Regions from separate parts of the Sus scrofa genome. Here region 2 is linked to region 1. A link is a contact called in public Hi-C data. All regions are on one chromosome and are shown on one strand. The core of a region is the stretch at or near the end of the contact, and the rest is flanking DNA. Distances in the headings are between cores, read along the strand shown.

Region 1 (6,918 bases), core at 3,476-5,975:
ATTCATTTGAGTAATAAAAAAAGTAAAAAAAAATTTAAAACTTCTAAAGAGAATTTAACTAATCCTGATGAACTACATCAATCCTGAATTGTTTGTTCATAATAGGCACCGAAATAAGTCTTCTGAATTCCTTTGCAGTTTTGACATTTAAAAAAAAATTATTAGTCCAAATCCATAGACTGTGCCAACAGTGGCCGCTAATATAAACTATGGGCTTTGGGTGATTATGACACGTCAATATAAGTACATCAATTGCAACAAATTACCAGTCTGATTGCAGATGTACATAATGGGTAGGCTATCCACTGGGGGAAGGGGTGGGTGTAAATGGGAAATTTGTTTTACCCTCCTCTCAGTTTGCTGTGAACTTGGAACTGCTCTAACAATAGTAATAATGAAAACTAAAAAAAAAAAAAAAAAAAAAAAAAATTACTTTCAAATAATGACCTTTACAAAATCCAGAAATTACAATCCCTGATCTCTTCTCTGGAACACATTCCTCCTAATAGGCCTGCAAATTGAAAGTGATGCCAGAAAGATGTTACCGGAATCTGGGTTCTTGTTTGTTTGGCAGCCAAAGAATGAACTTTGAGAACACACAGGCAGCAAGCAAGCAAAGTCTTTATTACAGGACAGGGTGAGAAGGGGAAGAAGAGTCCCCCTATTGTCCTATAGGGGTTTTTATCCCTTAAAGATGGGGGTTACCAATGTGGAGTCCAGAAAGATGTGGTTTTCTCCCATTGGCCTTGCCCAGTTACCTTTATCAGTCCTTGTCCAAAAGTGGTCTTAGGGGTAGAAATGCACCGTTAAGTTTTATGGTTTCTTTGCCCTTCTCTTCCTTAGACTGAGAGTCACCATTCCCCTCATTCCTTTTCATTCACTTGAGGAGTTGGTTAGAGATTAACTTCCATCTGGACATAAAACAGGTACATTTCCTATAGTAAACAAGGCCTGCGGGGATGTTACTCCCTGGAGCCCTTAAGCCACAAATTTTAATCAATGGCCATAGCAAAGAATCAAAGCCCATGCTCCTACAGTAACTACATGAGTTATCTTGCCTCAGAATGGGATGACATATTTATAGTTTTTACATTCCAAGTTAAAATAGTGAAGTATGAGAAAGCAGTAAAACCATTTCTCAATTTTCATAAAGTGGTGTGAAATAAAGAGGTTCCACCACTGTGGGCTCAGGGAATTCAGCTAGTTCCTCAAATCACCCAATGCACCAAATAACACTCAACAAATGGAAGTATATAACATGTTTATAGAAAGGGACACTTAATAGCATAAACGTAAACTTCAGCAAATAGAAAACTATGAGTCCTTGAAGAAAATGTTTCACAGAATAATAAAAAATAAAAAATTTAATGTCATAGGTGTGAACTGAAGTTTGACATTTGCCATCAGCCTCTACATGGAGCAGAACATGAGCCACTGCAGCTACCAACCCACAGCAACCTGAGTGGAGCTCAGGGTGGAGACCAGGAGGGAGGCTCTCTGTGCTCTGGGAAAGGCCTTCAGGTAGTTAGATAGTCTCAGGAGATTTTATGAGCCCAATTCCTGCATCTCCTTATTCCAGAAAAACACTAAAATCCATCATTGATGACTTAATGTTTGACTAGTAGTAACCTTCACAAGACCACCAGAAAACTTCTGTAAAATGTGTGAATGGCTGCATGCACCTCCTCCCCCTTTTCATGACTTATATCTTGATAGACCCCCTTTCCTCTTTGGGACAGTATCTCATAACTATCTGAAATACTGTCTCCTGGGCTGTAGTTAGTGGGCAAAACAAAAGATGTCCTGGTCACCTGTGAGAACAGCCACTCCCACGGGTGGGCCAATGAACCCTGAGGGAACTCAGGAAAGCATATCAAAGGAGTGATTCCAATAAGCCCAGACCTTTCTGCCTTCATATAGCAATGGTTTTCTGTAAATCTTCTGTAAACTTGGTTATCTATAAATCTTTTGTTCCTACTACCTCCCCATTGTTACAAAAACCCATATGCCTAGCTTCCTTCTTCTCCTCCTTGGAGCGGTTTCTTGGGGCTACCTGAGATGCTGTCTCCAGGGCTTAAGTTCTAATTTCACCCCAAGTAAAACTTAACTCTCAACTTTCAGGTTGTATTTTCATCTATTTAAAAACCCTACATTTGTTTCCTAGGATTTAGGAGTCAAAAGATATGATCATTTTTATGGGTTTTGACATAGATTGCCAAACTGCCGTCTATCAGAAAGTTGTTATATATATATATACATTATCTTTTTTCTATTTCTTTGGGCCGCTCCTGCGGCATATGGAGGTTCCCAGGATAGGGGTAATCGGAACTGTAGCCGTCAGCCTATGCCAGAGCCATAGCAACGTGGGATCCAAGCCGCATTGCAACCTACACCACAGCTCACGGCAACGCTGGATCGTTAACCCACTGAGCAAGGGCAGGGATCGAACCCACAAGCTCATGGTTCCTAGTCGGATTCGTTAACTACTGCACCACGACAGGAACTCCCAGAAAGTTGTTATATTTTTATACAACTCCAGAAATTAATGAGAGCTACTTTCTTTTCACTTTTCATAATAATGTACATTTCTCTTTGAAACATTGTCATTTTTATAGATGAAAACAGTTATTATTCAAATTTGCCTTACTAGAGAGTAGATATTTGTTCATATAACTATTATCCATTTGCATTTGTTTCGTTAATAAAAGCTTCTCCATGTTCTTTGCTCATATTTTTATGACTTTCCCTTACTGGTAGGAGCTCTTCTTTACAATACAGTGACCCACTCTCTAAACCAGGTTTTAGACATGCTTTCTTGCTGTCACTTTTAGAAAGTTTTTCAATTCACTATTTGAAAAATATTCACCAAGCATTTTCTTCCAACATTCAATCTTTAAAAACTAAAGAAAAAACAATAATATGAATTCATTTTGGAAGTTGTGAAGAAGTGAGGCTGTTGTTTCCGCCACTCATTTGGCTACCCAGTTGTTCTCCTTTTAATAATTCATCCTTTCTCCACTGACAGCGCATGTGAATTGTGAGATGCTATTGTTTTTAATACAAAAGGTACACATGCACACACACACTTTTCTCCTTCTTTTACTAATGCAGACCTAGACCCCAGGTGCTTGTAGGACCAACCTGTGTTTAAGTATTTATTTAAAAAAATCACTCCAGGAGTTCCCATCGTGGCGTGGTGGTTAACGAATCCGACTAGGAACCATGAGGTTGCGGGTTCAATCCTTGGCCTTGCTCAGTGGGTTAAGGATCCGGTGTTGCTGTGAGCTGTGGTGTAGGCTGCAGATGAGGCTCGGATCCCGAGTTGCTGTGGCTCTGGCATAGGCAGGCAGCTACAGCTCTGATTAGACCCTTAGCCTGGGAACCTTCATATGCGGTGAGAAACGGCCCAAGGAAAGGCAAAAAGACAAAAAATAAATAAATTAATATTAAAAATCACTCCTGTTTGTACTTAAGCACTATTCTCTTTTGCACAGCCGAATATTTGCAATTATGTTCTATGTTGGGCATTCTGTTGCAAAAATAAAATCAGGTCAAGAACTCTGAAAAAAAATTTAAAAAATAAAAATAATAAAAAACAGTAAGTCAATAAGTTTTGGACCTGAGCCAGTCCCAATCTTGAGCCAATCATTCTCAAGGAACACAGAAGTATTTTTATTGCCATGCCCAGTAACTAATTTGATATTACCCAGTAATTTGGTACTAGTACTCGAGTAATTGTAGATACACTTACTAGAGAAAAGACTCAATACATTTGCTGTAGCCATATTATAACTCAATCTAAGAATGTCAGTGGACTCAAGACGAAGTTGATAATCACTTAAATAAAGGTTCGTTTCTGGAAGCTTGCGAACAGTGCGTCAGGGTTCTTTTCTGAAAGTTCTCATATTCCTGGGTGTCAAATGGGGCAAAAGGGCCATAGAAGGAACCCATGTTAGGTTAGATCAGGTCTAGGGAGCTGATCAGGTAGTAGGGGCCACTTTAATTTTTCAACTAGAGTCTCGATTTTGCGATTTTGAGTGACATCACTTGGGATTTAAATACCATGAGTGATTTAGCTCCACCAGAAGAAAACGACAGAGAACTATCTATAGTCGTTTTGTGGCCCTAGAAAAACAAAATGCTAATTCCTAAATCTCAGAGAGTAGTTTTTATTCTCAGGGGGGAGCAGGGAAGAAAAAGGTAAAGGAGGGTTTTCTCCTGCTACCTCCTTTCTAAGGCTTGCTCTAGCCGTCAACAATATTTTGGGGTTCACTGAGCCAAACCAGATCTCTCAATCGATTCTACCCAGAGCGCTAAGTATGGCAGGCAAAGCTACATTATGACGTTAGGAACATCCGCAACTCTAATCTCTAATAGTTTCTCGACGGCAGGCCGGGTATTAGCCCAGCGAGAAAATAAAAGACCTAAATCTGGGACCTTTGTATTCCATGGGGCGTTTCCAGCTGAGATCTGATTTCTGGAGTAAGCTCCACCCACCCGTTAGCTCCCTCTAGGAAATATTTTTATTCGACCTCTTCTCACCCAGGCCACCCCTTTCACCCCTGTTCCTCTACAACATCTCTTGTTACCGTGTTCCATTAACCTCACAGTCTTGTTTCCACCTCCTCCCGAAAAACTGCAGTTTTAGGGGTTACGGCCGTGTCTCCCTAGCAACCGTGTATCAAATGGCCGCCGGAAGAGGCTACGGTCACGTGGTCCCAGGACTTCCGGATTTGCAACGTGACTTCCGGTTGTCAGAATTTCCTCGGACGCGGCGGCGGCTGCAGAGAAGAAGCTGTGGACCTCGAGGTCGCTGTGGCCCCAGTGGTGGTGGGGTCCGGGTGAGCTCGCCTCATCCTGCCCCCTCTGCGATGCATCCGAGGCGCCCGGACGGATTCGATGGCTTGGGCTATCGGGGCGGTGCCCGGGATGAGCAAGGCTTTGGCGGCGCTTTCCCTGCAAGGTCTTTCAGCTCGGCGTCTGACCTGAGCCACTGGGTGACCACTCCCCCAGACATCCCGGGTAGCCGCAACCTGCACTGGGGCGAGAAGAGCCCGCCCTACGGCGTGCCCGCCCCCTCCACCCCGCTCGAGGGCCCAGCGGAGGAACCCTTTCCCGGAGGCAGCGGTGGTAGCGTGCCCGGGCAGAGCAGCGGTGAGGGAAATGGGGCACAAGCAGGGGCTGGTGGAGTAATGGGGCCGTAAGGGAATCCGCAGAGCCCAGAAGCCGAACTCCCGGGCCTGGAGGGTCCCGCCTCCCGGGCCTCTCGGCCTATCGCGCACCACACCCTCTGCCCTCTTTTCGTCCTCTGCCTCTCAGGCGGGGCTCCTCCCTCTTGCTCACACAAATGTTTTCTCCGGGATCGTCTCCTCTTGCTCACACAAATGTTTTCTCCGGGATCGTCTCCAAAAAAGACACCTGCCTTAGCTGTGGGGTGTGTGGTAGAAACTGCGGAGGGTTTTGGCGTATTACAACCCATAGTCTGATTCAAGAAAGAAGGAAGTCGGATTATTTACTGTGTTGAGAATCATGCGAACTATACCTAACTCACCGACAGCTGTATTCCTTTGATTTAATTAATCAGTTGTGGCTTTGTGTTATGGAAAGAGAAAAGCCCTCTTAGGCTCAAACCTGGCTCTACTTCTTGAAAGCTGAGAGACTTTCTTAACCTTTGTAATCCCCCAGTTTTCTCGTCTCTAAGAATAACTCAGGGTTTTAGAAGTGGCAGGTAAAATGAGGATGAGTTATGCCTACTACAGAGTAGGCTAAAAGGATACCTCTCTTTTCCCATTTAATCATAGAAATCGTGCCCATGTTCTAGATCCCCCAACTGCCCCTGTATTTTCCCACCTAATGCTTTCCTTTTTCTGATTTAAAAACTCAACTAAAGAATGAAAAAAACAGGAGTTCTCGTCGTGGCGCAGTAGTTAATCCGACTAGGCACCAAGAGGTTGTGTGTTCGATCCCTGGCCTTGCTTAGTGGGTTAAGGATTCGCGGCTCGGATCCGCGTTGCTGTGGCTGTGGTGTAGGCCGGTGGCCACAGCTCCAATTAGACCCCTAGCCTGGGAACCTCCATATGCCGCAGGGAGTGGCCCTAGAAAAGGCAAAAACAAAACAAAACAAAAAACAGGTAGTTTCAAGATAATACTTTGGAATTAAGATACGATTATTCTCTGTAGGATGTCAGAAGACCTGTGTTTTAATTGCAGCACTGTGTGATCTAGACAGTCTTAAAGTCTTCATAAGATGGAAAAATTTGCTGCCTCTCTTCGTTCTCCTGAAATTGTTAGAATAATAGATTGTATCATTAAATATTATGTATATTCTGGATATAAATTTTATTCTTATTTCTTTGATTTTGACTTGTGGGCACGGTAATATTTATTTGATTTGGGTTACTGGGAGGAATAGACTTTAAATACTATCCCGCGAAGATATTTGGAGGAGGATCATTGACTTAGTGTCATACAATTAGTGTTTTCACTCTAGTTTGATTTTTTTCTATTGGTCCCAAAAGGAGTACTGGAAAGTTACAAATTAAATAAGTTGAAATGCATATACGATTGTTGCAGTTACCTTCTTAGGCAGTAAAGCTGATGTCTTTATCTTTTCATAACTTATGCTTTGATGGTTACAGTGACCGGGAGCTCTTAATAACCAGGGTATTGTGGCTTTTTTGCAGCAGTTAAGAGGCTGGTGGGAGCTCTTGTGGTGGCTGGGTTAACGAACCCGACTAGCATCCATGAGGATGCGGGTTCCATCCCTGGCCTTGCTCAGTGGGTTAAGGATCTTGAGTTGCTGTGGCTCTGGCATAGGCTTCGGCTACAGCTCCAATTGGACTCCTAGCCTGGGAACCTCCATATGCCCGGCGTGCTGCCCTAAAAAGACCAAAAAAAAAAAAAAAAAAGAGGGAGAGA
Region 2 (7,069 bases), core at 841-3,340, 310 kb after region 1:
GCATTAAGTAAGAACATGCGTTTCTTCTCAGTAGCCACAGAGAAGGAAAAGCACTAGCAGAAAGTGGCCAAAGGAATGCTTAGAGAGTACAGCAATCAAGAGCAGAGGTACCTACCTTTTAGAGCTGCTACTGTTTAGGGTGTTGTTTGTTTTTATTTTTGTTTTTGTTTTCAAAAAAGGAGTTTGGTCATAGAAATAGCCCTGTAGAAGAAAGATATATCTCTTTCTTAAAGCACATTCAGACACATATCAAGGGTATAGGGCAAAGATAAAAGGAGGAAGGTGAGGGAAATTCCTGGTGATTTTACTAATGTTAAAATTCCATAGATTTGGCTAGCCCTATTTTTTTTTCTTTCATGTCATCAATTTAGAATTCTATAAAGGAAGAGAATGACATCAAGGAAAATCATTGGCCTAGGAGAAAAGAGCCGTAGGCGTTTAGGTGTTATATATGTGGAGCCAGAAAGCTCTGGAGCATCAGGGAGACTCCAACCTAAGGCAACAACATGGGTGAATATGGGCTTCATGTGCACTGGGAATGAGAAGCAAAGAATGGCGCCTGGGCATCTACCCCTAAGTTAGGCCCTGCAGCTCTAGAGGCAATTCAGCTTTGGTGGAAAGAGTTGAGTGAGAAACTGGGGTGGAATTGGGTTTCCAAATGCATTGCCTGATACCTTATTATTTGTTCAGTTTTTTTCAGGAAGATCTTCATCTTGCAACTGATAGGGCTTGTGCTAACCTACAATTTTACAGACTGTGACTTTGAGAGGATTCAAGATATTTTCGAGGAAGTCATACATCACGAACTGAAAACTTATATAAATGGGGTAAGTGAAGCAATATTTTTTAAATGTTTTTATAAAATTTTATAAGTGCACACACACTACAACTACAATTTAACTTTCAAGGAAATAATTGGAAAATAATCATGGTTCAGTATTTTGTCAAAAAAGAAATCCACAAGTGATGTTGAAACATACTGGCTTCTAAAATGACTACCAAGAAATTGGGACACTAATGAAATGTGCTGGTGCTGATGAGGAGCAGGTATTGATAGGCGACACATGATATCCATCAAGGTTGTCTATTCTCTGCTAAATCTTCCTCACCGGTGCAATTAAAAAAAAAAAAAAACAGATTAAGGGCTTGAGAAAGAAAGAACAATAGAGGGAATTCTTGTGAGCTAAGACCTAACCAGTGAGGATGACCCGGAGGAATGTGCCCTTCAGTTCTTTCTGGTGTTCGAGATATTTAGGATGCCATTGTGGGATAAGGGCACTTCAGATTTCTTAATATACAGTAGTAAACATTGTCCTGATTCTAATTTCTGGATAAAAAGTACATGTACGAAGTGTACAAACAGCTACAGGGCAGACGTGAGTATTCAAAAAACGGCATCATTGTCACGTGTGTGGCCCTGTATACAGGTGTGTCCACTTTGGTGGGCAAGGACAATCTCTCTCTAGGATACGATAATTTGATATCCAGTTTCAAACACTAGTAGGCACTATCTGAAGACTAAATGTTTCGTGACCATGTCAACATCAAGAACAGTCGCATAGGAAACAAGTACCGAATGGGAAACTACATCTTTAAAACCTGGAAGCAACGGAGTGAGGAGGAGAGGCAAATGATTTCTCCTCTGAACTTAAGTCTTTACCCTTCCGCCGTATGCTATTATTCTTTCTTCCAGACGAAAAGTATCGAGTTTAACAAATTCGTCTACTGTGATGATAGGGTGAGTAAGTGGTTAGTGCTGCTGGCTTTCTCCAGAGAGACGCCAGGCGTCCCGGGGAGGGAGTATCTTGCGGTCCGTGGAACCCCAGGCGGGGGCCGGGATCCCTGGCGACGCCGACCCAGTAGGGACCACTGGGCTGCCGGAAACTTCCGTGCCGGTGCCCAGCTCCGGACGCCAGTTCTGTTCCAATTTAAGGTGAGGAGTCTCTCGGATCTGAGGAGGATTCCGGGAGAGGCTCCTCCTCGCCCTCCCCGCTCGGGAGGAACGTCAAATTGGGAACTGGGACCGGGGAACTACGTCAGAGGCGCTCCTCCCAGGGTGTGAGCCTCGGCTGGAAGCGATCGCCGCCGCCCCTTGGGCCTGGAGTTGTGGGCGGAGCGAGCAGCGGCGCGGGTTCCATCTCCTCAAGTGCCCTCGGCCACCTCACCACGCCCCTGCTTCCTCAGCTTGCTCACCCGAGACCTCTTTCCTCCTCCTCGAATCGCCTTTGCTGTGTCTCCCGTTCCTCCCCCGCCGCCCCCACTGCCCCATTCACTCAAGTCTCACCAACTCTCTCTCTTTTTCCCTTTTTCGCCCACCCCCCCCTCGGCGTTTTCTTCTTTTCTCGTAAATTTTGCCGCCTTTGAGCAGCCGGATTGCCTCACTAAAATCGAACTCTTTACCTTCAAACCCGTTCACGGCTGCACCTCACTCGCCAAGGAAGAATTTGCCAAACGAACTAAGGCTGCATTCGCACTCCAGTGCTCGGGCTACTCCGGAATTCAGGTAAGCAGATGTATCCAAAGCTCGCGTTTTAATAAGTGGGGCTTCTGGGCAAAAGTTGTGATTTTTATTCAGATTCTGTCTTTCGAAGGGCAAACGAACGGGTAAAAGCTGTAGTTTGTCGGCTAGTCCCACGTTGACACCAGGATTCAAACCCCCCTATGTCTAGGGTTCGGGTTCTTTTTGCAGACTTGTTCCCTAAGCCTTAGGCCAGTGTTTCAAAGTGTGATCTGTGAGCTTACGACATCAGCATGCCCTGGCTACTCAAGCATGGGAGGGTGATTGTCCAAAAAGCAATTGCCAGGGACCCAACCCAGATCTCGAAAATCACAGTCACTGTGTATAAACTCCTTGTGAGATTATTACCCATTCCAAAGTGTAAGCAGCATTGCTTAGGCTTATCATTTAATAATTGCATACTTCTTTCTTTAAAGTTTACATTATACGTTAAATCTCTACCACAGGTCTGCTTAATTGCCTGTTGCTCACTCTTTACAAAATGGATCTTTCGCATATGCAATTACATGCATTTGAATGAAGGTGTAACTTTTAAATGGAAACTGTAGTGCCAAGCTGGGGACAGTAAGTCAGGGGACAGCCTTGTCTGATTTTGAATCCTAGCCCCATAACTTCTGTGAAAACTTGGATAAATTACTTAGCCTCTATGTGCTCAGTTCCATCTGCAAAATGAGAATCATATTTGCAAGTCCTGTAAAGAGTGGTTTTGAGGATTAAATGAGTCCATACATGTAAAAGTACTTGGAACAGTAAATTATTTATTTCAGCAGGCAAGTAAATCAGGGAATTTATCTTCCTGATGACAAATTTTAAAATGACAAAAAGAATCAGTGTAGATTTGCATATTAAGTGGTGGACTTTATCCCTCTATACACTGAGTGTCTAGGTGCCTGGGGCTGTCAGTTTTTTCGGGATTGAAGATTGACGCCGTGGTGTTCTGGGTTTAGCTTGAATTGGAGACTCAATAACAGGCAGCCATGTGAAAAACCCATTTGGCTCTATGTCTTCCATCAAGGGAACTCTGGCAAATCTGCAAATGGCCACAGTGATATTCATCCATATAAGAAAAGCACAGAGGACAGGCAAGATCAAGTTCTGCACAACGTGTGAAAAAGGGAGAGTCGGGAGGGGTTTATTTCAGCCCTCTCACAAGTGCAAAGGGAGAGCCCAAGACCAGTGATATTTAATTACAATTTAGCAGATTAAATTATAAGCCTTTTGCTTAGTAACCTGGTGAACTTCATTGATCTGAATATTGCATGTCTGGGTGGCCCAGTCCCTACTCAAGAGTAATTTGAGTGAAGGAATACATCAGAAGATTATTGCAATCTTTTTTTTTTTTCTTACTATTTAGACTCCTCATCAGAATAAGCTTTCAGGTGTCTGTGGCATATCTAGGAGGTTGGGAAGGACAGATCCAAATAATGGGTTTACTGAATTATATCTGTAAAGAGGCATAACTCCTGTTCTTGAGGAACTTATGATCTTGTCAGGGAGATCCGTGAAATCATCAACTAATTCATGTTTTTACTCATTCCATAAATATTCAATGTTTCCTGTGTATATGACATTGTCCTCAGTCCTCTGGGGAATACCCATGATGTAATAATGAAAACACTATGTCTGTGAGAGCCAAGTTAAGTAAAAGCTATCTGAAGCTCTTAAAGAATTTCCAAAAGAAATATCTGAGCAATTAGCAGAGGTCTTGTGGAGGAGGTGCTGCTTGGCCTTGAAGTAATGGGTGGAGAGCTGGGAGGACATTCCTCTGGAGAAAGCACACAAGCAGTGTGTAGGTGTCTTGGAGGATACTCTGAGAGAGAGATTTGCATAAAGAAGATAAAATAAGAGCCACTCAAAGACAGTGACAACTAATTTTGATTATTGCTTCTCCTGTTCCACAGATAAATAATACCCAGGCAATGAGGAAAAGAGAAGTCAAAGCAAATAAGTGCCTGGAGCAAGTCTCATACTTGCTAGAACTATGGCGCCGGTTCAGTCGCATTTCATAGAAACCAAATCAAGCTTCATTAAAGTCACATTTCACAACACTGTAAATCATCGTTATTAGGTAGATGGAACATTAACTTTGTGACATTTATGAGACCACCAGTAATTTTTTTTTTTTTTAATTTACAGAAGGGTTTCTTAGCTTAATTTTGTAAGCTTTCGTTGTTTAATGTAGGTTTATAGTGTAGGTGAAATACTTTTCCTCACCTGTGGGCGGAGACTTGTAGTATTTCTGCCTGGGCCTCCAGCTTTGTGGCAGTTAATTCTCAGCTGGAACTACATAAGCCCTACTCAAATAAAGAATCTAAAAGTGTAGGAGGAGGAGAACTTTTCCCCTTGCAAAAGAAAAAAAGTTGAACTTGATAGCATGTAAACCTGTTTAAAAGGCAGACATTTCTTCCATGTGTTTTCATACCAAAAAAAAAAAAACTTCCTGTTTTCATATGAAAAAAGTTAAAAGAGAAAGCAATAGGGGTGCACAAAAAAATGCATAATGAAGCAACTTGAAATACTTTCCAAGCAAGATATTGTCAAAGTATTCGAAGCCAAATTTTTAAACTTATCTAACAGACAAGATTTGTGTATGCAAGTAATCCTAAAGAGGTGCCTTTTGTGAGTGCTAAAAGATATATATTTTAAAAGTTGTGGAATGTACCTTTAATTTATTTTGTAAGCAGTTTTTAAAATGTACATATTGCTTTGTTATCAGCACTATATTTTTCTTAATAAAATAATTCCAAACTCATCTCTTATGAATGGTCTTTTTAATATAATAGTTTTCACACACACACACTTTTCTGAGGGGGCATCATTTTTCTTCATTTCTTTCCCTTCATCTGTGGAGCCATTGACCACTCTCCTTCTGCACTATGCCTTTTGGCCCTGCCTATAGAGAGAATATTGCATAATGTTGGGCATTAGGATGCTTTCTTTTTTTTTTTTTTGTCTTTTTGCTATTTCTTGGGCCGCTCCCGCGGCATATGGAGGTTCCCAGGCTAGGGGTCCAATCGGAGCTGTAGCCACCAGCCTACGCCAGAGCCACAGCAACGCAGGATCCGAGCCACGTCTGCAACCTACACCACAGCTCACGGCAACCGCGGGATCGTTAACCCACTGAGCAACGGCAGGGATCGAACCCGCAACCTCATGGTTCCTAGTCGGATTCGTTAACCACTGCGCCACGACGGGAACTCCTAGGATGCTTTCTGATCACCCTTTTAAATTATATCTCTAGTCCTTACTTCTTTCCCCTGTTGAGCTTTCTCACACTTGGAAAAGACAAAGGAGGCAACGGTAAACAAAAGATATCAAATTCACTCTCCGTTTTTTTTTTTTTTTTTTTAACAGCCACACCTGCAGCATATGGGAGTTCCCTGGCTAGGCATTGAATCAGAGCTGCAGCTGAGGCCTATGCCACAGCCATGGCAACACCAGGTCCAAACCACATCTGCAACCTGTGCCACAGGTTGTAGCAACGCCAGATCCTTAACCAACTGATTTGATGGATAAAGATGCGATTCAGCCTGCAAGCTCACAGAGACAACATCAGGTCCTTAACCCACGAGTCACAACAGCAACTCCCATTCTATTCTTTTTTTTTTTTTTTTTTTTTTGCCATTTCTTTGGGCCGCTCCCACGGCATATGGAGGTTCCCAGGCTAGGGGTCCAATCAGAGCTGTAGCTGCCAGCCTACGCCATAGCCACAGCAACACGGGATCCGAGCCACATCTGCAACCTACACCACAGTTCACAGCAACGCCGGATCGTTAACCCACTGAGCAAGGGCAGGGATTGAACCCGCAACCTCACGGTTCCTAGTCGGATTCGTTAACCACTGCTCCACGACGGAACTCCCCCCATTCTATTCTTGAATGCCTGTGGTAAGCTGGAGCTACAGGCACCTTCTCACTCAACCTCCACTCAGAATGCTCTAAACATTCATGGGAGGGGCCACCCTAGCCCTAGCGTCCAGGCCGTAAAGTGAATAGGAAAATATCCTTTTTCCTGCAAGCGGAAACTTTCCCCTGACCACTGCCCTAAGGGCCGGTGCTGAGTACTGATAGAAGAGGGGAAGGTCAATGTTCCTAAATCCATTTTACCTGCCAAAAGCTAAGAGGAAGCTTACATTATGCACCCAATTAATGTTTATGGACCACCTACTACATGCCAGGCCTTCAGCCAAGTATTGGAGATACAAAAGTAAATAAGACAGCTCTACTCAGAGAAAATCAGAGCATGGACAGGCAGTTTCCTTTGCTATGAGGAAATTCAGAGGAAACCTTCCAAAAACTCCTTTAAAGACCTGGCCCAGGGCCTTTAATGCCATCACAGGAGAAACTCCTTTGGTCTAGTATAGGCTAGTGTTAGTTTTCTCGGCAAAAAGTGAGAAAAGGAAGGACACTTAAAGCCTATTAACTCCATCTTATCAGGGATTCAGTGACTGGATTTCATAAAACTGTAGAGAAATAATGTCACAATTTTCAAGGTTTTTGGCTCATTTTCCCTGTGAACTGAGAGGAATGAGGGCTTGAGAGAAGAGACAGC

What was found. A called contact is a pair of places that touch in the nucleus more often than the background predicts.
Region 2: a contact with region 1 is called in a Hi-C map of epiblast stem cells, with 2.1 times the contacts expected there. The contact joins the promoter of WDR36 here to the promoter of SLC25A46 in region 1. A contact is called at or near these places in 3 of 47 Hi-C or Micro-C datasets (epiblast stem cells, heart right ventricle and liver) and 1 of 2 datasets of contacts at active chromatin or transcription factors (skeletal muscle).

Annotation. Positions count from the first base shown.
Region 1 is chr2:115,524,937-115,531,854 of Sscrofa11.1, forward strand. It overlaps SLC25A46 (solute carrier family 25 member 46), which reads left to right and starts at 4,726. Exons shown (of 8, transcript XM_013995025.2): 1 at 4,726-5,154. The coding sequence starts at 4,872.
Region 2 is chr2:115,833,009-115,840,077 of Sscrofa11.1, forward strand. WDR36 (WD repeat-containing protein 36) reads left to right here and starts at 2,091. Exons shown (of 24, transcript XM_003354239.5): 1 at 2,091-2,503. It overlaps TSLP (thymic stromal lymphopoietin), which reads left to right. Exons shown (of 6, transcript XM_021085155.1): 3 at 691-827; 4 at 1,694-1,738; 5 at 2,369-2,503; 6 at 4,420-4,564. The coding sequence ends at 4,527.